2 separate regions of the Mus musculus genome follow, and region 2 is linked to region 1. The links are chromatin contacts, called in public Hi-C maps. All regions are on one chromosome and are shown on one strand. Each heading gives the region's core, a stretch centred on a gene start, on an enhancer-like site or on the middle of the called end of the contact. The rest is flanking DNA. Distances are from core to core; before and after follow the strand shown.

The links. A called contact is a pair of places that touch in the nucleus more often than the background predicts.
Region 2: a Hi-C map of bone marrow-derived macrophages shows a contact between it and region 1, with 37 read pairs. The contact joins two enhancer-like sites. A contact is called at or near these places in 1 of 15 datasets of contacts at CTCF or cohesin (the NIH/3T3 cell line), 12 of 484 Hi-C or Micro-C datasets (3T3-L1-derived adipocytes, CD4 T cells, the HL-1 cell line and 5 more) and 3 of 115 datasets of contacts at active chromatin or transcription factors (bone marrow-derived dendritic cells, embryonic fibroblasts and microglia).

What each region holds. Positions count from the first base shown.
Region 1 is chr2:117,910,991-117,916,458 of GRCm38.p6, reverse strand. All of the region lies in intron 8 of Gm13986 (predicted gene 13986), which reads left to right. Among named protein-coding and RNA genes, the nearest start is that of 4930412B13Rik, 92 kb to the right of the region's middle. Within about 2 kb of position 2,403, at least 16 of the 459 cell types and tissues checked have an H3K27ac peak or open chromatin away from gene starts, as enhancers often do. A contact at or near this core is called in bone marrow-derived macrophages, where this site is marked.
Region 2 is chr2:118,030,907-118,036,787 of GRCm38.p6, reverse strand. Gm13986 (predicted gene 13986) reads left to right here. Exons shown (of 10, transcript NR_126479.1): 5 at 1-243; 6 at 1,502-2,427; 7 at 2,846-2,956. Among named protein-coding and RNA genes, the nearest start is that of Gm25308, 44 kb to the left of the region's middle. Within about 2 kb of position 2,032, at least 15 of the 459 cell types and tissues checked have an H3K27ac peak or open chromatin away from gene starts, as enhancers often do. A contact at or near this core is called in bone marrow-derived macrophages, where this site is marked.

The DNA.
Region 1 (5,468 bases), core at 1,154-3,653:
TGAGCCCTTTAGAATTTCAGTACTGTTTCTGTAATATATCCATATCATCATGTTATATCAGAAACATAGAGAAGTACCACACATTTATTTTATTTATTTATTTATTTAGACAAGCACCTTTGTGTCTTTCCACAAGGCCATAATTTATTGAATAATAATTAATACACAAGGTATAATGGTTTTAAAGACAGTAGTTGAAAGACACACTAGATACTTCCACTTTGCTCAATAACCCAGGCTGAGGCAAACAATGGGTTCTTTTAATTCCAATCTTGATTACTAATATTAACTTTCAGATTATACATTACACATTACACAGTAATTCTGTGTCTACATAAGTATTTGTATAGGTTTCAGAATGACTATAAAGGATTAAAAGTCCATGACAGAGTTTAAGAGGTTTTAAAGGTCCTGAAGAATAGGGAGGCCGATAGAAATGCAAATAGAGTCTGTATTAATAAGATAAGGAATCTGATCTGGTCCCAGAAGGAGCTAGGGTAGCTGATGCAACTGTTGGCTGCTGGTTTCAGAGTTAGGCTGCAAGGACAGAATTGGGCTGTAGGAGTGAAATGAAGGGAAGAGCAGAAGTGCACCCACACAACTGAACAGGGAGATGGATGGGCGGCATGTTCAGACCAATAAACCAGATGATGAGCATATGGGGACTAGTCAGAAGTGTCAATGGCAAGGGCTGAGCAGAGCTGAAGTTTCTGGAAGAGTTAAGAGTTCTCTACCCATGGGTCCTTGGACCATGTGACAGGTCAGTAGAGTCATCACCAGCACAGTGACTTGCATCTTCCTCTTTGTGGGGTTCACATGAGGAGCCTCCATCCTTTCTTAGGTCTGCTCTGTCTAACCTGTTCTTGGGCCTGCTTTTCCCGGTGCGTTTTTATATACCCATGTGTACAGACCCAAGTCACCCTGACAAATATATAGGGTGGCACCCTTTCTCCTCTCAGGAAAAGTCATTGGTCAGTCTTTGCTGCATGGATGGAGTTGGACATATGATGCACCTCATACGACCACCCAGGCACAGAGTCAGCCTTCATCTTACAAATGGAGTCAGATGACACTTGTAAAATGGAGTTTCTCATGGCAAGGCACAAGTGTATATTGACTTATTCAGTACACAGTGTAAAGTAACTTAGAAAAGGGTAGATAGAGTCTCATCTCAACAATTCATTATTTTAACAAATGGTTAATAACATAAAAATCATCTGTGGCACTCTGGAAGTATAAGAATTCGGCATGGACTGGGTTAGGTCCCCCGGTGGTGCTTTGTTGATCTTCCCGTAGGGTTATCCCAACAGTAAAACTAAGATAACTTTGTTTCCATAACTGGAATTTCTTGATAGGAAATAGAGTCTACTGATGAGTTTTCCATTGAGAATATGTCTATGTCTTTATGTACTTAGGGGAAAGTCCAAGTGTTTTCTTAACTTTAGTTCTTCTTGTCATAATGAAGCCTTTGAAGAACACTGTCTTAGTAATACCTGAATATGGTAAATATGTACATAATTTAAATCAATTCTAAGAGCTATGGGAGACTGGCATCAACAGGAGAAGAATGAAGTGGCTGCCACTATATAGTTATTAGGTTGCCATCGGTCTGTACAAGTCTTTTAGCATTTGATAAGAACACTTTCCTTCATCTTAGCAAGTACAACCTAGACCCAGGACAAAGAGACTTGATAGCAATGATCTGATGGATTTTAGTGTCACCCAGACCCTCATGTGGGCTCTCTTGTTCAGGGCTTTGCTCCTGGCTTGAGTGTGTAGGAATGGATCAAGAGCTAAGGCATCTGACTTGTCTCCTTTTGGCATAACATAATTAATTATCCCACCTCTAGTTTGAAATAGAGATTACCTTGGCCTAGTTGCCATATCTATGATGGGGTGGGACTTCATGGTAATGTAGCTGTTGGTAAAGGATTACCCATGATTTGGTAAGTAACCCATAACTCATGCTCCATCAGTAAGCCCAGTGAAATCATTGGCTCACCAAGTTGGACTTTGTGGAATGGCCAGTTTGGTCTGTTGTTCATGTTCTGTCTGGTGTGAATGGATGTTTGTTCTTGTCTTCCAAGAAGAGTTAATGCAATAACATGGGATGATAGGTTTTTTGACCAATTAAAACTGTAGATCTGGAATTTCTCCCTAAGTTCTGGTTTTGGATACTATTGTTTTAAAATAATATTGAATTTGCTGAGCAGTCTACCTCAGTTTCAATAATGGGTGCTGGCTTTTAAAAAGCTTTGGTTTACGTAAGTAAAACGAAACCTAGCGGGGAAGCAGTTGCAGCAATAGATGTGGACTAGGCCAGACTATATGAAGAAAAGAAGACTCCAAGGACTGAACAATTGATACTTCCTCTTTCCAGTGGGTATAGTTACTGGCAGGGTTACAGGGTTGAGAGCATAGTGCCCCCTACTGCCCAGCAGTGGGTCTGGTCTCACAGTGATCAGCATGGTGGGCTAGTGCGTGTGATTGAAGAACTTTGTACATGCCATTTGATTCCAGATTGATTGTTGCTACAGTTCTGGGGATCCTGGAGTATGGTTACTGAAAACCTGGAGGGTGTGCAAGTGTGTGGGAAGGAGAGTAAGAAGAATCCTGGCTCACTGTCCCTCCCTTCAGTTTTCAATAGAAGCGGACAGAAATACTGATCCTCTTGTTGATGAAATACATTCTCTTGAGGCAAACATAAACACAAGCTAAAGTCATTTTGGAAAAGGGAAAGTCAACAGACAAAGTATTTCCATCAGATTGGCCTTTAGTGCATTTTCTTGATTGATAATTGATGCGGGAGGGTCCAGCTCACTGTAGGTGGTACCACCCCTGGGCTGGTGGCCCGGGGTTAAATCAGAAAGCAGGCTGAACAAGCCATGCAGAATAACCTAGGAAGCAGCACTACTCCATGGCCTCTGCATCAGTTCTGGCCTCCAGGTTCCTGCCCTGTTTGAATTTCTGTCCCAACTTCCTTCAATGATGAACAACAATATGGAAGTGTAAGCTAAACAAACCCTTTCCTCTCCAACTTGTTTTTTGTCGTGGTGTTTTGTCACAAAAGTAGAAACCCTAACTAAGACATGGTCAGTGGTTTTCCAGCACTGTCCTGAACCTCTTTGTAGGGCTGCTCTTTTGTGTGGCTATATTCTTAAGAGATTTAAGGGCAGTTTGCAGAGGTGTTTTATTTTGTTTTGTTTTGTTTTGTTTTGTTTTGTTTTGTTTGTCTTCTTTCTTTTTCCCCAATAAGTACAGATGTTAAATCCAACCTCTGAGTGAATGAGGAAAATGTGTTTTACTGAGGAAACACAAGAACTTTCTGACAGTAATAGGTTTGGGGTTGATCAGCTTAGAATAGTTATATAATGTATGATTTGTGGCAATGAAACTACTAAAATGGTGAATCATTGCATCTTAGCAGACATGCACTTAACATAATGATGTGTTTGTTCCTTCTCAGTGTTCATACATATTTGAATGAGGGACACAAATCATCACAGCTGTCAGGGATCGCATTGCAGCTGTGCCTCAGCCCGCAGGTAGGTGGAGTCTAGAGCACTGGGCCCAGGCACAGGAGGCTAAGGGCTCAGGCTGCCCTGATCATTTGTCTCTTTGCTTGATAGCCACACTTGGTTGACTCAACCATCTTTGGAAGCTCTCTTTTGTTTTTGTTTTTGTTTTTTTTGTTTTTTTGTTTTTTTTTTTTACTTGTAAAATTAGCCCATAACAATGGCCCTATAATGGTATTACCAGTGTGAATCTTATACACAAATGCTTGGGATAAAGTAAGTGTGTGATGAGTATCTGTTACAACCTTTGGATTTAGTATTCTCTTGGATTCCAAGTATACCAGAATTTACAAATCGAGATAATTCTACACAGAAGTTTTAGTACTTAATAGAGCTGAATTCTTGGAAGATGAGGTAAAAATATTACCAGAGAAATTGGGGTTCTCTCAAAAGAGAAAGAGGGAAATTTAGAGGAGGAAAAGGTAGGCAGGCTGTACTCTCAGAAGCAGTCAAGAAAGGGGAGATGTGGTATAGAAAGCCATGCCCTTTGAGTCATGGTCCAAGAAAGCAAACATGTTCAGTAATGGAGGTTGGCAAGTATGGCAGAAGGGGAGGCAAAGGTGAGAGAGCACAAAGTGTCAAAGAATGCTTAGGTTTTGGTCAGTATCTGGAAGAGGAAAAGAAAGAAGGAAGAAACCAGGTGATTTACAGGCCCAAATGGATTAACTTTTATGGGAAGAGACCAAAATATATAATGTTTTAATCTTCAAAGCAGACCAGAAGGTTGAAGGTATTCCTTTCATTTGACAGGCTGACTAAAGAAATGCTAGAAATGGTTGTGCTATTTTTCTTTTTAGTTTTACCAGGAAAACAGGAAAAAGTAGTGTCCAAACTCAACGAGAAAAAGAAGTCTATCTTTAATGGCCTTCAAGGCTACTAATGCCTATGAAGCTACTTAGCAAAAGTACATCACTTTGAGGAATCAATATACCTCAGTTAGGACCCAAAGATTTAAACTGGTCATTGACCTTCACTGTGTCTGTTATCTAGCACATATTAGGTATATCCTTCTTTTTCTGCCCTACACCCTTGAGACTTAAATTTAGGTGCTCAAATTAAGTTGCTTGACCCCTTTGTCTCTGAGCCTACCCTAACTCCAAATTCATCAAACAAACAAAACTGACATAAATGTTTTGGTTAACATATATCTTTGATATTAAATCGCTGGTTCCAGGCTGGATTTTGACAATATTAAAATCTTCCTTAAGTGGATTTGTGTCAGATATAACATTGTTGATGTATAGAAGGCTCTGAGTGTGTAAGGTCCTTAGTGAATGCATATTGTTATTGCTGACATGACCATGGGAGATCCTAGCCTCAGACCCAGAGGGTAATGGCCAAGCATTCCCTTGTGGCCCATGTGTGGATATTAAGAGTCTTGTTTAGCTGTATGTGATTACCCAGTCTCGTTGTTCAAGTCTGTGTAACCACATCAGGCATCCTGGGTGCTGTGGTTTCTCCAGCAAAGTGCCCGGTCCATCTGCCTGATTCACAGATATTTCTGCGTGTTTGAATGTTTGATTTTTCTTCATTCTCTTATTCATTGCCTTAGGTCAAATCCCTTGATGTGTACACAGACACACATTGGTACATCCAGACTGAAGTGGGTATCCTTCTAGACAACCCCTTCTATACGATCACATTCTATACCATCTACTCTCAGAGCATCACATGCAACGATCCACGAATAGCATGTCATTTTCTCAAGTGACAGATAGCTCTTCTATCTGCAGGCCAACCTCGACCCTCTCCATTTTGTATGCTTGAGAAATTTGGCTTTGAATTTATTATGCTGGGCTTCTTTTCTTCCAGAGAACACTCAGATGTTAAGATGCTACAAAGATGTAGAGGAAGCAACAAATAAAACCAAGACATTCTACTTAAAATAGGAAT
Region 2 (5,881 bases), core at 783-3,282, 120 kb before region 1:
AGCAGAGATAATAATTTGACCAAAATAAAAGGTGACATCTTTTCAGCATCTTTTGCTGGTCTTTGAAAGTCTTAACTTTAAAAAGTCAAGACTTGTTGTTTAAAAGACTTTTCCCATTGGGTTTTTGTTTCTCACAGACACAAAGTGGGCTCAAAGTGTAACATAACACAGGAGGATTTTCTGACCTGGGAATTTCTGCTGTGGTTGGAGCTATCTGCTAGAAATGACTTTCATGACTTAACTGTAAGTCCCAGGAGCTGGGTGTCTGTCTGTCTTGGAGTCCTGTGTAAGGGAAGCTGCTTTGGATAAATAGATGATGTCCTGTACATGGCCAGAAAGGAGCTTCTAGGGCCACCTTGCTTATCTTGAATGGGTAATAAACTGCTAGGGAGCATCTGTGACCTAAGGACAAAGTGAACTGAGACTAGAGCTCGAGTCTCCTCCATCCAGCACCCACCTCCCCCCACCCCCGCTGTGCGGAGCAGCCACAGACACTGCCAACACTATGCAAGTTGGAGTTTCATCTTCCATGTTTGAGAAACACTTTGAAAGTTATTTTCTGATGATTAAGGCAAAGAGGTCTGACTAACATTCAGTGCTTTCATGTAATTTCAAAGCTCAGCAGAGACAAGATTTGTCTTCTTAGAGCACCTTTCTTTAATAGCCCGGCACTGGCTATATGTCCTTGGATAGGACTCTCTTAGTAATAGATTGATTATTTCCATCCTTTATAAAGATATTGTATGTATGCCTGAAGCTGGAATACAGATAGTAGTGAAGTAACTTTGTGGAAGGACAAGATGCTGAATATGGCTGCTAAAGCCTTGAGCTTCAAGTATCTATTCCATCACCACCTAGGATCTCTCGTCCCCTGTAGATTGTTTAGGATCAAATCAAAGTACATGGCTCAGTGGGAAACCAGATTATCTAGATCTTGGGGCATCCTGGACTCTAGACTATACAAACAAGGGAAAAGATATCTGCAGGAGGCAGACTGTCCATGAGACAAGTATCAGAGGAACGCACGGGCTTCCGGGTCTGGTTCACAAATTTGGAGATCTGTTCTAATCCCCCAAAAAGTTATAAAGAATTGCTTATATCTGGGTCCATATACTCTGATTTATCTAATAGGCCATGTACAATGGAGACTAAAAGAAATCTCCCTAGGTTAGCAATTGCATGCGTATGTGTATGTGTGCATTTCTGTGTGAGTGTGGGTGTCTGCATGCTGTGGTCCACATGAGGTGCTGTTGGTCCTTGTTTGCTACTGAGCATGACAGACTAGCTGGCCAGAAGCTTCAGAAGTGTGACTTCATCACCATGTGCCTTTGTTTCATTTCTCTTGCTGTGATAAAAACACTCTGAGAAAAGAAACTCAGAGGAGAATGGGTTCATTTCAGAGCTCAGGTCCTGGCAACAGTCTGTCCTAGTCTGCTTTCTGTTCCTATGATAATTCACTGACCAAAACCAGATGAGATGAAAGGGTTTGTTTATCTTACAGGATCCTGGAGGCAGGAACTATGGAGGAGTGCTGCTAACTGGCTTGCTTTCCATGGCTTGCTCAGCTTTGTTTCTTATACAACTCTGGACCACTTGACCAGGGGCAGCATCCCCCACATCAATTGTTAACCAAGAAAAGACCTCATAGACTTGCCAATAAGCCAATGTGGTGGAAGCAACTCCTCAAATGAGGTTCCCTCTTCCCAGGTGACTGTAGTGTCTAGTTGACAAAAACTAACCAGCACAAAACCATCATAGCAGGGAAGTCAGAGTTGCAGATTGGAGGAACTGGTTACATCACACCTATCATTGGGAACAAGGTTCAGTGAATGTATGCTTGCAAATACTCAGGTGGCTTTCTCCTTTATGCAGAGTTCAGGGTCCAGATCAAAATTTCCACCCAATTTCAGGGTGAGTCTTTCCACCTCAACCAACCCACCTAAGACAATCCTCACAGATAAGGCCACAGGCCAACCCAGATAATTCCTCACCAAGAGGGTGACAATAAAAGCTAACTATACACCATGACTCACTCCATTTTGACTGCACACTGTAAGCATTTTCACCAGGCTGGCACATGAACAAAGGAACAGAGACTACCTCTGTGGGAAATATCTTGGTTTTCAAGTAAGAAGCTAGAGACCAAGGAAATTGTTCTGCCTGGAAACTTTAATCTCTCCAGTACTTGACACCACATTGCTTAAGGTGAATTTGGAAAGAAATCTTTTCTGTTTGTCCGGTTTAGTTTTGGAGGGGCACAGAGACTGAAGGAGGAGGAACTGAACAGGACTCTTTAAAGCTCAGCAGCCGGCACTATAGGCTCATCACCATGTGCCAAGAAACCAGACCAAGCACCTCTAGAACTCTGGATCCACAGGGAAGAACTTGGCAGTCATGTCTCTTGGAGCAAAATATGAAATGTTCAAGGTAAGGGAAGTCAAACCAATTCACATCTTCCTATTTATTTCTCCAGAACTCAAAGAAGTTAATCTGACGATGATGTCATTTCCAAGACGCTGGGAGAGAACATGTAGTAAATTCTGAGCTGCTTCCTCTGGGATTTGAACAAGTGTTGTTCTGAGCATGTACTTAACTTCTCTTTTTGGCTTTGTTCAGTCCCCCAGGAACCTCCAGAGTTTAGCAAGATACTACTGAGAAGGAGGCGATCTTTACAGAGATAATAAGATTCTTTCCAAACCCAGGGTTCCTCTAGAGACAAATCTTTGCAAGTAGAAAGCATTATATTAGAGTTTATATATATTTTTTAGTTTTGCTTATCTAGGACCACATTATCATTTAATGGTTAAGAAGCAATTTTACAGCTTGTTTTGATCTTTTTCTCTAGGTATTCTAATAATACTCAAATATCTCAGAGGAAGACACACCAATTCATTAGATTTTGTACTGTGCACGAGACCCTGACCATCCACTCGTTTGGGACCCTTGGGCAGAAAAGGTAAATAAGGTAACTGCATATGAAGCACAATGTTCCTACCCATGCGCAAATTCATGTTCCGACTAGAATTTTATCCAGGAAGAGACTGCTGTCCTTTCATAATTCAACAAGAAATGTCTCTTGAATAGTCTCTTGGCCGCAACTCAGCACCAGAAATTTCTGTGGAAATAAACAAGGTCGACACAACAAACCTCCCAACATATTGGGTAAGAGTCCTTGGCTGTTAACACTTCCAGGAGACATTTCTTATAGCAACAGCCCAGTAACAAGGTAAGGTCTGGGTCACAGAGGAACTGTAGAGCAGGCAACAATCTACTTACAGGAAATTCATAGTCCAAGCCCCAAAGAGAACTTGTAATAAGAGCGACATGGTGAACCATTGAACTCTTGAACTTCTTGTCTTCTCTGTGGAGTGTATTTAAACAGAGTTGGCCCTAGCTGTGGGGATTAAATAGCCCAGCGAGGATTGGCAGATAGAAATTCATATATTATTCTAACCAAAGAGTTCTTAGCATTTTTTTTATTTGTGAACCTTTTGACATCTGCAGATGTTTGATTTTTTTAAATTTAAAAATAAGAAATACAGGATTGCTAAGGAGAATGTTATTGAGACAGTCACTGATTTAGAAATGAAGTATAGTGATAGATCTACCTATTAAATGATGTATGAGATTAACTTTACCAGTGGGTCTGATAACTCTTGTCATGTCAATAAGTGCTGCATAAAGATGGCATTCTGGAGTTTCTGTGACAACTACAATGAGCTGCTAAAATGCCTATAGTTTTTTTTTTTTTTAAATAATAAAGTCACAGATTCTACTAACAACACTAAGGGATACTGTTCATATTCATCTTCTGAGGGAGAGATGGAAGCTTTATGGAAGCTAGCAACCTTCTTTTATTCTATCCATGTTCCCCTGAGATCTGCAACGGTAGGTTAGACATCCTGGTCTGGCTTATGCTGTGCTTGTTCACTGATTATGTGGCCAGTTGGCTCTCTGGCTTGTTCTGTGTCTATTGTGTGGGACCCTGCCTGGGGTTCAGTGAGGATTGGTATGCTCTGGGTCACTTCTCCAGCAGGGAGGCATTGAGAGCTGATGGAGCAGAAGTTAGGAATCAACAGGGGCTTCCTGGCCTAGAGATATGGCCTGATGGTTGTTTGGCCTTGAGAATGACACCGTTTGCCATTTCTTCCTGTAGAACTTGAAGGTTTCTCAGCCTGTTGAGATTTCCAAGTCAGTACAGTGGACCACTCTAATCCTTTCTGAGTGGAGGTGGGGTGGGGTGGAGGAGAAGAGAACCCTATGCAAGGACCTGGAGGAGGGATCAGAACACAGAGAGGCCCAAGGCTGGGGAAGGAGATGAGTGGACCTTAGTGAGGAGAAGCAGCTGAACTTAGAATTCTATAAAAACATGATCACCTTCTATTGTACAGTAACTGACTTAAAGATGCCCAGTGTCATTCATGTTCCTGGGGTGGGCTTGTTTCTCCTAGATTCACGCTCTTAGGTTTTTCTCAGAGGTTCTGTTCCTTCTTCTGTTTGTGACTATTTCAGCTTTTTGTTTTACAAAGCCCAGTGTAGAAATGAGAACCTCCACAAAAAAGGCCAGTTTTGGAGGAGAGAGGGAGAGGTGAGAGGTGAGAGGTGAGAGGTGAGAGGTGAGAGGGGAGAGGGGAGAGGGGAGAGGGGAGAGGGGAGAGGGGAGAGGGGAGAGGGGAGAGAGGGAGAGAGGAGGGGAAAAGAGGGGAGAGGGGAGAAGAAGGGAGAAAGGGGAGAGGGGAGAGGAGTGGAGAAGAAGAGAGAGGGGGGAGAGCGGAGAGGGGGGAGGGAAGAAGAGGGGAGAGGGGAGAGGGGAGAGAACCTGTAGTCCTAAAGGCAGGCCAGGCTGTTGAGCCCTTCAGCTGCTGTTACAGTACTCTTCTGAGGATGTATGCTTGACTGTGTGGCTTCCAGCTGTGAGATCACCAGGATGTGATGGCCACAGGCAGAGGCTACTCAGTCACAACTGCCAAAGGACAGCTATGAGGCCACAGTTTGGATAATCTAAGGACTTGTTCTGTGATTCGTCAGTAGTTGTATGTGTCTAAACTTTTTTGAGGGTTTCAATACATTTGCATCTGTCATTTTGTTTTGGATCCAAGGAGGGATGTTTTAGGTTTATAATTTAACTTGGGAAAGATGTTACATGAAAAGCTAAGCTTTTTGCATTGACAGTTAAGGGAGGATGATTTCTTTGCTCGAGGAATGCATCTGGTGAGATGCTCCATGGGGGCTCCAGTTCCTCCAGCAATGGGATGAAACCTGAGGGAATCACAAGCGTCAGTGTGGTCCAGGAGCCCAGTGTTGTTGGGAGAGAATTTCTCTGGATCTTGTTCATCAAAAGCATGGCAGGCATACAAAACATAAAATAAATAGCTCCATCTCTTGTAGTCTTCCTGCAGCTCATGGGGGGATCCGTTGTACGTATACTATCCAATGAGCCAGTCGAGGCAAGTCGGTTTACCATTAACAATCAGGGATTTTGTTTGCTACAAGTTCCTATGACCAGACCTGAGTTGATAGAGATTCTAATGAGGAAAAGGATGAATAGGAGGAGAACTTGTTGGGATATGCTTCCTAAGCTATTGCTGGAAAGAAATGTGGGTACATCCAAAGAGGGTATACCAAAACAATTAGTGCTCTGCCCCATTTGGATAAAATCATGGGCCCCAGGATCCAAAAAGGAAAGAGTCCCACAGACTCCAGATCCAAATTCCTAACAGGGTGTGGTGGTGATGCTCTAATCCCAGCATGGGAGACTGAAGCAGAGTGAACATCAGATCTGTCATAAACAAAACCAAACCGATCCAAACTCTCAGCCTGTACCAAAGTCACATGGTGGAGGCTCATTCCTGAGCTCAGTGCTCAATTACATGGCAACGGG